2 separate regions of the Sus scrofa genome follow, and region 1 is linked to region 2. Evidence: chromatin contacts called from public HiChIP or PLAC-seq data. All regions are on one chromosome and are shown on one strand. Each heading gives the region's core, a stretch centred on a gene start, on an enhancer-like site or on the middle of the called end of the contact. The rest is flanking DNA. Distances are from core to core; before and after follow the strand shown.

The links. HiChIP or PLAC-seq counts read pairs in DNA pulled down with a chosen protein or histone mark.
Region 1: a contact with region 2 is called in an H3K27ac HiChIP or PLAC-seq map of skeletal muscle, with 4 times the contacts expected there. The contact joins two enhancer-like sites. A contact is called at or near these places in 1 of 47 Hi-C or Micro-C datasets (skeletal muscle) and 1 of 2 datasets of contacts at active chromatin or transcription factors (skeletal muscle).

The regions. Positions count from the first base shown.
Region 1 is chr4:81,823,022-81,826,669 of Sscrofa11.1, reverse strand. All of the region lies in intron 11 of NME7 (nucleoside diphosphate kinase 7), which reads right to left. Among named protein-coding and RNA genes, the nearest start is that of ATP1B1, 110 kb to the left of the region's middle. Within about 2 kb of position 2,124, at least 7 of the 83 cell types and tissues checked have an H3K27ac peak or open chromatin away from gene starts, as enhancers often do. A contact at or near this core is called in skeletal muscle, where this site is marked.
Region 2 is chr4:81,652,191-81,656,218 of Sscrofa11.1, reverse strand. All of the region lies in intron 1 of NME7 (nucleoside diphosphate kinase 7), which reads right to left. Among named protein-coding and RNA genes, the nearest start is that of NME7, 14 kb to the right of the region's middle. Within about 2 kb of position 1,403, at least 3 of the 83 cell types and tissues checked have an H3K27ac peak or open chromatin away from gene starts, as enhancers often do. A contact at or near this core is called in skeletal muscle, where this site is marked.

The DNA of each region.
Region 1 (3,648 bases), core at 875-3,374, 170 kb before region 2:
AAAAATTTTATAAAGTTTAGAGTAAGGTTATGACTAATTCTTGACCTGGAAATGTGATGCCCGTAGGATTTGAGTTTACCAGGAAAAATCTGCATCTGCTCCTCAAAGCCAGATGTACTGAGTAAGAGCAGAAAAAGACTGGATAACTCAGATGATTGAAAATGTGTTATAAAGGCCTGTACTTTTAAGCCCAAGCCTAGTAAATCCAGGCATAGAAGGTATTCACATATACTCTCATCCAATCTGGTATCTATTAAAATGAGTGAGCTAAAATCCAGTCCTATTGATCATATAGATAAACCAGGAAAAAACAAAAAACAGACATTCCACACCTTCAGTTATTCACAGAAATTGACTTAAATCTATCTTCACGTCTCAGTGCTGTTTTCATATTGCAGACAAATGAAGCATTCAACAAAATGCAAATCTTTTGTTCTTTTATGAAACAAATAGCATCGGCAAACATTTGTTGAAAGTCTGCCACAGACAGGACACTTGATGTATCACCTGCAGACCAACTGTATCACATAACTTGAGAATGTCATAAATGCAGAATTTCAGGCCCTACCCTATGCTGACTGAATCACAATCTTCAATAAGATCTCGAGGGGTTTTCTGTGTACATGAAAGTTGAGAAAGAACAGTGTTAGATCATTTTGGGGATACTGGAGATACTGAAAAGGTATAAGACAGGTCTCCTAATTAGTATCTAAACCAGGGGGTGAGGAACATTCATAAAAGAAAATTATACAAGGAGCACACATATCTACTTCCAGATAAGACGTATGGACGATGAGTGAGAGGAGTTCAAAGGATGGCAAAAGTTACTCAAGGTTGGGGCAATTTGTGGTGTCTTAAAGGAAAAACAGTACATGAAAAAGAAGGAAAAAGTAAATATGGTATACTCAACCCTCCTCCGGATAAATTTACTCTCTAGCGGTTTTGTAACTATGATATAACTGGTGCTCTGAGGAATGAGTAGAGTCAGGAGAGAAATGGTTAGCAGTCATATGGTCTTGTCCAAACGTCCACAAGAATCTGCTTCTTAAGACATCTGTTCCACAGGAAAAGGTCCTTGAAATCTGGTTCTATCCAAAATGTTCAAGAGTGCATCTGGTTCACGCCAAATCATTTTGAAAGGGACAAATACCAAGGACATTTTGGCATGGCCCAAATGCCTTATGGATATTTTGGCCAGGACCGAATAGTCTTGCAAATATCAAGGACCTTTTGGTAGAGACCAAATGTCTACTGAATGTATTAGACAGGACAAAGAGAGAAAACAACTCATAGCAACTTGAAAATAGCATATCAGTTAGGCGGCAAAGCTTCAGAAGATAATGGAGCGAGGAATCTTGAGAGATAACATTGGCTAATTCTGAAATGTACAATCTTCTCTGAGAACAAGCTTTTTTAAAAATCCATATCATATATATTTTACTTTTTACATTAAATGTCTCAAATTTGGGTTTTACTTAGAGTATATGGAAACCTTGTCTTGAAGCATTACTGAAAGGATTTCATAGTAAAGTACAGAATTATATATATATATATATATATATATATATATATAGAATTATATATATATATTATGAGTTATTTATATTTTAATTAAGTGCTTTCAAAAAGATCATGCCTACACTTAGTACAGAGGAGCAATGATTATTGTTTTGCTATCTAATGTCACCAATCAAAAATCAATATTCAAAAGTGAATGGGTAATTAATTTTGTGCTACCCATTCACTTTTCTGCACTTTTTTTTAAGGGTCCCTGAAGTCCTTCTCTTTGGCCTTGCAAGTGCTAGGACAGTCTCCCTGAGATATAAATAAAATGCCTTTCTAACGACATCCTGAGAACACCATGGCTCAGTACAATTCATGCCAAGTGTAACTGATCCTGTGCTCAAACTTGGCACCGGTGTCAGTGGCTTTTACCAATAAGAGACTGGTAAGGTGGCAGGCTCTTAGGTGTCCAAAAATGGTAATTTCCCAGGGACTCAAGGTTTAATTTTTTTTTTTCTTTCCATCCTGACACAAAGCCTACTGTCTCTAAGTAATACCACTAGCAGCTGACATTTGAAACTGACAAGCAGCACATGTGCATTAGGAAGATAAGGCCTGGCACATGGTGCTGCGACCTCTTGGGATTTTGGAAAGCTAGCAGCTCCAGCTAGTGGCGATGCCCCATCTCCAGTGTGCACTGCTTTGGGAAAACTCTAGCCCTTCCTTCTGACTGTGATGTGGACATGTCTTATTGGAACATGGTTATTTTTGAAGAAAAACAAAACAAGTGATCTTCTCTATGAATGAAAAGAAAATGGAAAGAAAAAAGAGGTAAAATGTTAAGCTATGAGAGCTTAATGGAAACAGTATTATGTCATAGAAAACAGTTAATGCAGCCAAAGGGAGATAAAGGAATCAATACAAGAATATTTTTTGAAAAAAAAAAAGGAAAGGAAATGGCAGGGAAACAAGAGACTCAAAGGAAAAACTCTTCGTGGGAAACATTCAGAAAAAAAGTACTGGAAAAGGGTGAGGCCAAGGATGCCGATGTGAGGAAGGGGGAAATGGAAACCAGCTAAATGCCAAAATTACATAAAAGAAAGAAGAAAAAGTTCATGGTTCATAATGAAACAAAAAAAGATAGTTATCAAAATTTCCCAATCCCTGTGGGGACTAAGGTGGCACATATGGAGTAAAGGACAAGGGACAAGAAGCTGGGGGTGGGTATAGAGCAAAAGACACAAGACTTCACCGCAACAGAAGATGCTAGGGCCTGAGGAGCAAGAAAGCCAAAAACCTTCCTAAGAAAAAAAATTCAAAACACTGAGAAGAAAGTCAGGAAAAGTGCCAAGCCTAAAATAATACACAGGAAAGTGTCTTCAAAAAAGTTAAAAATTTTACAAATGATAGTTTCATGATGGGTTATGGAAATAATTGGAATGTCATAAAGCTAATTTTGAGATAGATGTTTAGAATGACACCACTCTCATATTTAAAATATCTATTGGTACCATTGTCACAGACAGAAACTATCCTGAAAGGGCCAGAGACTGACCCAGCAAGAGAATTATTCTCTTAGGTGCTTTGTGGACATTCAAAAAGTTTCTTGCGCCATATTCAATTATAATTTGGAGAAATGATGTTATTGAGATTTTGAATCATAAAAAAAAAATTTAAGATGGAACCAGGCAAAACAGAGTTCAAATCCTGACATTAATTTTTAATAGGGATATGTTCTTTGGGGGAAAAAAAATTAATGGATTTTTTTAAGTTTTAAAATAAGCCTCTCTGAGCCTTAATTTCATTTTTCGACTATAAAATGGGCACTAGAAAATTGACTGTGAAAGGAATCTAGGATAAAGCATATCCAGTTTCTGGATGAATGACTGGATACAGAGGCCATAATAAAAGTACACTAAATATGTATTTAAGCAATAGAAAATGGAAATGTAATTAATATTTTCCCTCCACTAACATTCATTTTTCAAAAAAAAAAAAAATGTATAATGAGTACCCTTCCCGATGTATCAGTGAGAAAACAAAAATCCCTTCCTTCCTGGGGTTTATGTGCTAGTGGGTGAAAACAAAAAATAAATGTGTTCAATAATAAATGATACACTGTGTTTAGAAGCTAATACTTATTAT
Region 2 (4,028 bases), core at 154-2,653:
CACCACTATTACGAGCATCTCCAGTGTTCATCACCATGCTCATTTTTCCCCTACAGCATTTAACACTTTCAAATATTATGCATATTATAATAATATGCTAATTATTTACTGTATAACTCCCTCAAGAGTATGTAAGACCTGATAGGGCAGGGATTAGTGTCTGTTTTGTTCAAGGATATACCCCAAGGGACCAGGTATATGCATAGCATATTATTGTTAAATATTTCTTTAAACAATTTATTTAAATAATTTATTTAAATATTTATGGTATTATTAAATATTTGTTGAATGAATAAATAAACTTAAAAAGCAGAACTTATCCAGTGGCCAGTATCAAATAAAAATTTATTAATGCCTAAAAAGCTGAATTTATTTATTTCTCCATTCTTTCAACAAATATTGAGTTCCTTCTCTTTGCCAGGCACCACAGCAGACACTGAGGATATTCAAAACAGACAAGGCCCTGTTGACACTGAGCTCACTTACGACTTTCTGTGTCTCCTCCTAGCACTTTAAAAAAATGGTATAATTCTTTGGAGTTCACACTGTGGTGCAGTGGGTTAAGAATTCAACTGCAGTGGCTCAGATCACCCTGCGGCTTGGTTTCAATCCCCTGCCCAGCGCAGTGTGCCAAAGGCAATGTAGTCTCCACTGAGGCTCAGACTCAATCCCTGGCCTGGGAACTTCCATATGCCATGGGTGTAGCCATAAAAAAAAAAGTATAATTCCTGTAATAATAAATGTTATAAAGACAATACAATGCATAAGTAAATGTGTTAATGATTAGGGACAGAGAGCTTCCTTCAACTAGAATAGAGTGTAAAGCCCTCTGGGAAGAGATGTTATTTAAGGTAAAACCAAAATAAGTAGAAGTCAGTCACAAAGAAATCTGGGGTGAATATTTCAGAGACAAAACATATAAAGCTTTAAAGGGGAGGGGGAACTTATGAATTCAAGAAAAAAAAAATAGCTGATACGATCTGAAGGTAGTGGTAGAGAAGCAGATATGGTGGGGAGGCAGTCTACCTCCACTGTGGGGCCCTAAATCCACCCTGACATTTTTAGCAATTTAGACGCATCTTAGAATGTTATTTTTATATCACCTCTCTCTTGTGCTCTTCTCTCTTTTCCCACTGGGGAAAATGCCAATGGTACTGAGTGTCAGTACCAGTGAGTCAAAATCTGAGAAGCCTGTTCCTTAGCAGACCTGGTACTTTTGTGCAAATCAAAAAAAGTTGGACTTTCCTTGTAACATTTTCTGTCATATATTAAAATATATATATGTGATAAATAAGCATATCTGCAGTTCACTTGCAGTTGTGTCGTGCAACATGCACAGCAGCATGTAGGGCCCTAGTTGCAAACCAAAGTGGTTCCATTTTTCCTCTGCTTCAAATACTGAATGCTGTAGATGCTAAATATACACACAGTTCTGGATACTTTGCTATTATTAGTATTCAGCATTAACTACGGTTGGCTACTGATTCTTAGCATTAGCCTCAGGTGAAAAGGAATGAGTACTCTTTGAGAATCAGTCATTGGAGAAAATACTATGTGCACGCTCAAAAGATGCAGATTCAAGGGGCTGTAGGCATGAATGTACTTCTGTAAAAGTGGATAAAGCCGTGACTATATCATCAAGTGTTAGAAGTACTGATTATCACACAGTCTATCTGAAAAGCTGTATATTAGAATAATCTATTCTACCTTTTGAAAACTTTGACCTATATTATTTCATGTGACTCCTGGGTTATCTTAATTTAGTAGTTTTAGGTTTCCTTTAAATAAAATAAAGGATATTTTGGTGGAGTAATATATTCTGCAAAACCATTTTCAAGTTTAATCCCAAAGGGGGCCATTTTCATTATCTAGGCTTCAGTTTCCTAATTTATGAAACGGAAAAGTATGTGTCTTCATCTTCATGAGAAATAATCTGTGATACTATGTCCTTTCTAGATGAAGAGCATTCATATGCCACATCAATATGATTAAAATTAATAAGCAACTAATAATATTCATAAAGGAGATGGTGCCTGAAAGAACGTGTCCAGCAATGAAGGACTGCCACCTAGTGTTCAATGTGGGTTTCAGCATATCCAGGCCACACAACCATTTAACAAACACCTCTCAACCATAGCCCTGTAATTATGTATTAAATCATGGTAATTCTGCAGAGGGCCTAGTTCAGTGTCAAAATATGAATTATGACTTTTTGAATAAAATTTGTATCACTCATATGCTCTATAAATTGAGTTTACAAAAGGAAGTAAACAGTCTTCACTTCTGACTACAAAAAAAAAAAATTAGAAATTTACTCCTAAAAATTTAAAAAAATAGTAAATATCTTGGCCCCAATTTCAGTAGGCTAGAAAGAGCCTGGGATTTCAGGCTAAACAGATTCAAATCAGAACCCTGTCAGTTAACAGCAGTATAACCTTGGGTGTCTTTTATTTTTATTTTTTTTGTGTGTGTGCGTCTTTTCTAGGGCCGCATCCACAGCATATGGAGGTTCCCAGGCTAGAGGACTAATTAGAGCTGTAGCCGCTGGCCTACACCACAGCCACAGCAATGCCAGATCCGAGCTGCATCTGTGACTTACATCACAACTCACGGCAATGCCAGATCCCCAACGCGCTGAGCAAGGTCAGGGTCGGAACCCGCGACCCCATGATTCCTAGTTGGATTCGTTAACCACTGAGCTACAATGGGAACTCCCTGACGTTGGGTGTCTTTTCAACCTGAGATGGTTTCCTTATATGAAAAGAACTTACAGTAGGCATAAAATAAATGACTATATTAGTTATTAAGAAAAACGGGTTTCTCGTTCTGATTTATAAAGAAGTTAATTTGGTTTTTCATATATTCCTCTCCAGTCAACAGGGCTTTAAGAAATGTTTTAATGAAAAGACAACAATTTCATTTCTCTCTATCCCTTGCATAAAAAAAGGACTTAAACTGAATTTTTTTTGATCCCTGCCCTAACCAATTCCAAGCAAGTTTAAAGCATTTTTTTAGCCACTAAAGAAATTATTGGGTTCAAACAGCAGTTCTTATGAAAGAAGACTAATACAGTGAGTTCTGTTCACTTGCTTTTTAACATCTAATACATTACATAACAGGGTTTTCAACAATTTATAAAAATAATTTTTTAAATCCTGTTAAAATATTTCAAGAATATCTTCCTCATGACATTTAAAAAAAAAAAAAAAAGGATGGGATTAATCCAGTATGTGTGTGTGTTTAATCTTTTTTTCTTACCCTTGAATTAATGTCGTCAAATTTCAATAATTTACCCTTGCAAATTCTCCAAAATTAAGCTTCTTTTGGCTTAATCTTCCCTTTAACATTACAAATTTATTCTTTGTATAAGTGACAATTTAGCTGTAACACACAGGAACAGTCTCATGACAGCTCAGTATATTAATTAGGAAGGCCTAAGTACAATGTTTCAGAGGGCCTCCATGGGCTTGGTCTGGGAATACAAAGGAGCATAACAAATAAATTCTGCTCTTCCAGGAGCTCACTTCCCTGGGCACATTACTGAGTCCTCTCTCTGAAGCCAGAAGGCAGATCACAGAAGTAAATTCCCAATGCAGGACCTTGAAAGCCATGGAGCCCATTCTCTACCAGCACTGCCTTTCCAGGAGATTGGGGCCTTTAGACAGGGGCAGAAGGGATCTTGGAGACAGTAGAGGGGAATAGGCAGGGCCAGAGAGGTCCTACTTCCTTCTCTTTCTCTGCCTTGGAGGGTTCTCTCTTTTCCCTCCTGGATTTTAGACATCTTTCCCTCTTCCCTCACCTTGGTCCTGGATTTCTTTCTCTCCCTCTCTACATCTTCACTTTGGTTATTTTTCTTTCCTATGGAAATAAAAGGTTATTTAAGAAAATAGAGAATGAAAAGGAAAATAAGGCAAATAGTGTGAAAGAGGATCATAAAACAGAACTGGAGTTGGTATTTATTGATACGGTATCAACTAAATAAAGTTTTTAATTCCTTCCCTTACCTAAGAAATTGGACCCAATGTTGT